Linked DNA regions of Capsicum annuum: region 1 is linked to region 2. Evidence: chromatin contacts called from public Hi-C data. All regions are on one chromosome and are shown on one strand. Each heading gives the region's core, a stretch centred on a gene start, on an enhancer-like site or on the middle of the called end of the contact. The rest is flanking DNA. Distances are from core to core; before and after follow the strand shown. Region 1 holds the start of LOC107858871 (subtilisin-like serine-protease S). Region 2 has its middle 41 kb from the start of LOC107858871.

Region 1 (3,442 bases), core at 790-3,289, 41 kb before region 2:
GCCAAACCTTTGTAATTCATATTAGCTACGTAACGCCCTGCAGCAGTTGAAGCTGTATGACTTCCATGACCAGTACTATCCCTCGGAGACTTAAATAACACTGTCTTTCCATCATCTTCTTCAGCTGCATAGCCACTCATATAATATCTAGCCCCAATTATTTTCCTATAAAAGACGAAGTTCTTATTGCACTTATCATCCACTATATAACAAAACATTAAACTAAAAGAAATGATCGGCAAATAAAGGAAACCTGTTGCATGTTGATGTATTGAATACTTCCCCTGATTGGCATTGTCCTTTCCATCTAGTTGGCACTGGAGGCATGTTGGTGTCACTAAAACTTGGAGACTCAGGCCAAATTCCTGTTTCAGTAAATGTTTAAGAGCTTAACCTCAAGATCTAATTAGTTCAAAAAACAACAGAAACAAGGAAGCTGGGGACCAGGTTAAAGATAAACTGATAAGGTTGTGGACAGAGAGATGACTTTGTATTGAAACATGTCACTCTAATGGATAGGGCCCCTTCCCAAAAAGTACATCAAGCAGTTCAACAAATGCAAAGAAGAAACTGGGAAGTTGAGAAATTGAATAAACTTGGGCTAAAGAAAATCTAAGCAAACATATCCCATCATTGCCAAATGATTGAAACAAGAATTGATTGATAAGTGATAAAACTTCTACAACAGTAGATGAAAAGGAATCAGAATACTAAAGGAACTACTTTCCCCATGTTCAAAAGTTCAACCACATGACAAACTTAGCACTTTCTCAAAGTTATATTATTGTACTCTTCTTAAGAAAAGTAACAAAGACAATAGCCTTTTACGTGACGACTTGGTTTGTGCCATCCATCACTAAACGACCATATCTTTCACCTAACTGGGAAAAAGATTGCTGCAATTAAGATAACTTGAGCTAGTGGAACAAGAGAAATCACCTGTATCAATGAAACCAATGATTACATTAACTTGGTTCTTGGTGGAAAAACCTGGGATTTCCATTGTTTCATCATCACTGAGTCCCATGAAATCCCATGAATGAGTTGTATGCAGATTCCTCTTAGTATTAGGAAATACAGATACCACTCCAGGCATTTCTGTTTCGTTTCAACATTAAAGACAAATTTTCGTATCAATCTCAAATAGTGGACTGAGTGCAAACCATCAAAGTAGGTAAACAAAAGGGCAACCCGATGCACTAAAGCTCACACTATGCATCACGGGGTTCGGAGAAGGGCTTACTGGACATTTCAGAAGCCTGTGCCTCAGTCAACTTGGCTGCAAAGCCTTTAAAACCATGCCTATAACTGTATACATGAGAAGTCTTGGCTTGTTCAACGCTGCAAAGATTACCACTTAAGTTTTTTTGCCAAAAACAAAACCAGGAAAAAAGGGCAAAAAACTCATAGCCAAAAGTAAAGAAAAAAAAAAAAGAAAAAACTTACTTTCCTCTATGAATAGCAGTAAGCATTTGATGATTTTGCCTTAAAATTTCATCTGGGTGTTCATCATTATCTTTGCTTCCCATGTACACCACATATAACTGAACAAATAAAAAATCAAAAACTCAAGAACTTCACCAACTATTCACCTTTTCTCAAAACATCATTCAAATATACATCCTTAATAACAGCAAATAAAAACCCATGTTTCCATAGAGCCAAGATTACCTTTGAAGAAAAGCAGAGACTAATATGTCCAAGAAAAACACAAAGAAAGAGTAAAAAGAGAGTCTTTTCTGAAACACCCATGTCCTATTTTTGTTGTATGAGGCTAGTAAAAGAATGTGTTATCAACTGCAAGAAGGAAAAAGATGATATTTTATAGCAAGACAAAACAGAGAGAGAAAGAGAAAGAATGATTTGAAATAAAGAGAGAAGGGGGAGAGAGATTGATTATTCAGTGTCACAGGTATACTGTGGTAGTAGTAGTAGTCGTACTACACAAGTATATTTTTCTGTTATACAAAATTAGTATAGCGTAAAACAGTATCAAAAAAAAAATAAAAAAAATTCGTCACCCCATTATAGTGAAAAATCTTGTAGCACTGATACAAGGCATCAAAAAGAAAATGGAAACGTGAAGACTAGAGAGGGGAAGATAGTGGTGAGTTTGCTTTAAACTGAACCAACCACGAGGGACTCCACTACGTAAGGGAGAGACCGCAGCAACAGTTAGTCAGTAAGTAGACCGTTATAAAGGAAAACACCATTATTCCATTCTTGTTTCTAGTAATTATTCCCTTGCTCTTGTTAATTCGATATATTTTATTAATAATGTTAATGAATTGCTAAAGTAGATTGATTAATGAAATATCTATTTTTGATATAACGATGGTGTAAAATTAAATGAAGAGGATAATTAGAAGTGCTACGTGTCCGTGGAAACGCTATTATTACAGGTGATAATAGTATAGAATAATAGATGCTGAACCAAGGAATGTGGAGAAAGTAGTAGTACTAGTGGCTACTGCTCCTAGTAGGATATCCCCCAATTTCCACTCATTATTTTGCCCATTAACCAATGTTAATTCTTCATGGCTTCTTTCGCATGGTCAAGACAACAACAACAAACTCAGTGTATTTCCATAAAGTGAGGTTTGGGGAGGTAGAATGGACTAGGTTTGGGGAGGTAGAATGTATGTAGTCCATACCGCTATCTCTAAAGAAGTAGGGAGACTATTTTTGATAGACCCCCGATGGCTTCTTTCGCATCATGAGGTTGATATATTCCTCCGATTCAAGTAACACTATTTAAGTATTCTCTTCGTTTCGGAGTTTAAGAAAATATATATATATTTTTTAATTTTGTGGTTCTAAATTAAATTATATCAAATGTACTGAATGTTTTTAATCTTGTGGTTTTAAATATATTATATGAAAAGTTGAAATTAAAGTATTTATATAAAAAAAAATAATGCTTTTTTTAAATGAATTAAAAAAAAATAAGTTATCTTTTTTTAAAACGGAGGAGGTACAAAGATTTTTTAGAAAAAAAAGATATAAAAAATTTTGAAATTTGTGATCTATAATGTTATTTTTTGACTATTTTTCTAGTATAAATTCTAATTACTTTTTTTAATATTTAAAAGATGACTTTTATGATTAAATTATTTTAATTATAAAAAATAATATTCTTTTTGAGACAAAAGTAAAAGAAAAGTGTGCCATTTGACTTGGAAGTTGGAACAAAAGGGGAATTATTTTGGATAAAAATATGTTTTTACGCAATCAGTTTAATTATTAATTATGCCAATTATGTGTAGTTACCTTTAAGCGAACGGGTTATTTTTTACATGGATGCAGTAACCTTTTTGATATGTACACGGAGGTAAAACGATACACAAGTTAATTTATAAAATTAAACTAGTAATATTAAAAATTAAAATAAAAGAAAAACTTGTTTGATTGTATTAAAAATAGTATTGAATATAGAGTATTA
Region 2 (3,459 bases), core at 445-2,944:
CCTAATCTCCTTCGTTTCTCAGATTTCTTCGACTGTAAAGAATTTGAAATAACTTTAACTACATCTTCTTGAGTTAACCCAAGACTAAAAGATGGTCCACAATCATAAACCAAATTCAAATTTCGTATACCACTATTTATTCGTGATTTTGGTGTTTGTTCAGCCATTAAAATAAAAAACCTTAAAGTTTGATTTTGAGATATATCAGAGTATGCTATTTCTAAAATTTACCCTAAAAAAATGCTAACATGCAATAGCTAAATTAAGAGTTACCTGAAATAGATGAAGATAATCTTTACTGATGGTGCTAAAATCATGCAAAGTTAAAAAAAATTGGAGCGGGAAGATATTCTTGAGGGTGAAAAGAACGGGAAAAATCTTTCAAAGTAATGAAAGAGAAAGCTTATGGCGTGAAAAGAGGGAAAACTGAAAGCTACTTCTCCAAGTGGGTAAAAAGTAGGGACCACAATAAAATAATGCTACAAATGTTATAAAATGTAATTTAATAAAATTGTTGTTATTTTTTGTAATTTAATACTTAAGTATGATACTTTATGTATTTTATTCTAAATTAATTCCCTTTTTTAGCCATTTGGCCCAATTGGGCACATGTAGTCTCTCTACTCAATTGATACACTTTTATATCACATTGATACACTTTTTAAAAAGGAGAAAGGAAAGTCTATTCAAGTACGTGCAGTCCCTATACCCAATTGATACTCTTTTATACCATATTGACACACTTTTATACTACATTGATGCACTTTGATACCGCATTGATACACTTTTATACTAGATTGATACATTTTTATACCACCTTGATACAGTATATTTTACAGAGAAAAATTGTGCAAGCATATACAGTAATTCATTATTCGTGAATTTGTTAACTTCACCTAAAATTTTGTGAAAATTTCTCCAAACATATACAAAATTTATTAAACCCTATACCCTTACTGTCCAAACATTCCTTAATTTTTTTGATTAAAAAGAGAGAGATAGCAGAAAAAAAAAAGTCAAAGTGCCGCTATAGTGTTAACTCATATAGAAAAAGATAGAACAATTATGGGTGGACTTGTATTTCATATTTTTATTTTCGTGATTGCATCTGAAAAAATAAATGGGTGGACAAAGTAAACTTTTTTCAAAATAAAAATAAAAATAAAAATTAATAACATTAAAAGAAAAAAGAAAAAAAACAGTGAAAAACAAACAAAAAAAAATAGGAAGAAAGAGAAATGCAACATTCAGGAGCCATTTTGGTGGAAATGGCTACTATATGGTAATATGTTTCAAAGATCATTTTTGTGGAAATATTTTGGCCGACAGGCCATTCTCGTCCTTTCCCCTAGATATAATTAATATTGATAATTAAGATTTAAGTGGGACTCTAATGTCTTAGAAGATTAAGTACTGTTGAGTGATTTTTATTGCTTTACATGGAAATTACTTTAGTTTTCTTGATTCAATATTTCCTATTATTGTGACTCAAAAATTAAATTGATTGATGAAAGTGATCTTTTAGAGTTTGACATGATAGCAAGTAAGTATATGATTAAATATTATCACTAATATGAGTGAAAATTGATGATCGATCTATAATGACAAATTAATTAGACCATCATTAACTGTGTCAAATACCTATACGTGCAACAACAAAATGTCAGCCTCATTACATTTCATCATCAAATGTAAGAGTGGTTGATTGAGTTATTCAATTTCATTTATAAGACACTAATATGCACAACGAATGGAGGTGGGTACAATGGTCCCATTTTATGAGAATGAGGGTGACATTCAGAATTTTAACAATTGTAGGAGTATCAAGTTGTTAATTTACACTCTGAAAGTTTGGGAGCGAGTGGTGGAGATGGGGTATGCGAGGCTAAATGTTATATAATTTTACTATCATTCACCGCAAGTTTGTCTCTTTTTAGTACGTATTGTTTTGAGCATGAATGTTGAAAATTATGCCTGAGTTTTGTGTTGTGAGTTTGCAAGAATATATTGAGGGATCTGGAGAGTAAATGATAAATGAAGAGGTAAGAACATAAAATGTTATGTGGTATACCAAGGAAGTGGCCAGCCTAAGACTTACGTCAATCGCCTCGCCTTGCAATTGTGGAGAGAAGAAGACAACTTGCTGAAATTTCTATTGAAGAGCTCCTGCTCCGCTGCCTTGCTTTGGTTTAGTGGTCCGAAATAACACTATTACAGAATCTATTGTGCCCACACCTTTCTTCAGGCAGTGGCGTGAGTTTTTGAAATGCTCAGAAGTTTAATTGTCCGTTGCACCATTGACATATTTTTTGCCAGTGGCGCGAAAGAGAGATTTCCTAGTTCAAGTTGGAGACTGATTTATTTTCTCCCACGAATCCTAGGCTCTAAATAGGAGTTCTCGCATGGAAAAAGGGAGACACATTATTTTTGAAGTGTGGAGCTAGGGCAAGAAAATTCTTCCTTCCGATTTATTTTCTTTTCTTAAATTCTTTTAATTCCTCTTGTAACTTTCATGAACTTTTGGAGTTCTTTGCGAATCATGAGTAGCTAAGCATTTTGTTCTAGGGTTTTGATATAAACATGACGGTTGACGTCTAAATATTATTCAATTATCAAGTTTTTCATCATAGAGTTATTTATTTCTTCTTGATTCGAATTATTCATTTGCTTGATCACCTTACGAATACTACAGAGGAGTTGTTTGTTGAACTTAAAAAATGAAACTATAGGTGTAAAAAGAAGAAATACGGCTAGTTTGTGAACCTTATAGGAAAAGAAGATCTATTTGTCACAGGGAATAGAAATACACCATGTGACCTAGTCTAGTTGATACATACAATCTAATGTACTCCACTATTAATCGACGACCACAGATATATAGGCGTTAGGGATAGTTGAGTAGCCTTAGAGTTATTGGAAAATGCTCGATAGGGGATTTAAACCTGCAACTAATAACTCTGAAAAACTAATAGACGTGATGATATGAAGACTCAATCAGATTTTTGGAATCACCAATGCAAGACCCTAGAATTCTCTCTAAAAATTATTTTTGAACCAAAAAATCTACAAAGCTTGAAACATATTTTCAACTCTTTTGAGTTAATATAGCATAAATAAATCTAAAAGAATTGCTTGTTTCTTTTCTCGAATAGTGAAATAAGAATTTGAATTAAACGAGTGATTTTTCAAGTCTCTATGGATGCGATATCTGGAGTCTGGACTTAACGTCCTATACTACTTGGATGGCTACGTGCAGTTTCATGCGCAATTGGGCGCAACAATATGGGTGAGAAGGGGTGTGTCCATATTCGAGAATCAATTTGGATTATGTCAAGGTGATCTACTATGGAATTCATCCATCTGGTGAGGAGAATGATCGAGCAATATCGAGAAAAGAAACAGGACTTACATATAGTGTCCATTAACATTGAGAAGGCCTATGACAAAGTTCTAAGGGAT

The links. Hi-C and Micro-C count contacts between places; a contact is called where the count stands out from the background.
Region 1: a contact with region 2 is called in a Hi-C map of pericarp, with 2.6 times the contacts expected there. The contact joins the promoter of LOC107858871 here to the enhancer-like site in region 2. A contact is called at or near these places in 3 of 5 Hi-C or Micro-C datasets (leaf, pericarp and placenta).

What each region holds. Positions count from the first base shown.
Region 1 is chr2:104,305,550-104,308,991 of UCD10Xv1.1, reverse strand. It overlaps LOC107858871 (subtilisin-like serine-protease S), which reads right to left and starts at 2,039. Exons shown (of 12, transcript XM_047406582.1): 1 at 2,022-2,039; 2 at 1,672-1,797; 3 at 1,447-1,544; 4 at 1,244-1,341; 5 at 940-1,098; 6 at 254-365; 7 at 1-165. The coding sequence starts at 1,752.
Region 2 is chr2:104,263,901-104,267,359 of UCD10Xv1.1, reverse strand. No RefSeq gene overlaps it. Among protein-coding and RNA genes, the nearest start is that of LOC107858871, 41 kb to the left of the region's middle. Within about 2 kb of position 1,694, at least 2 of the 5 cell types and tissues checked have an H3K27ac peak or open chromatin away from gene starts, as enhancers often do. A contact at or near this core is called in leaf and pericarp, where this site is marked.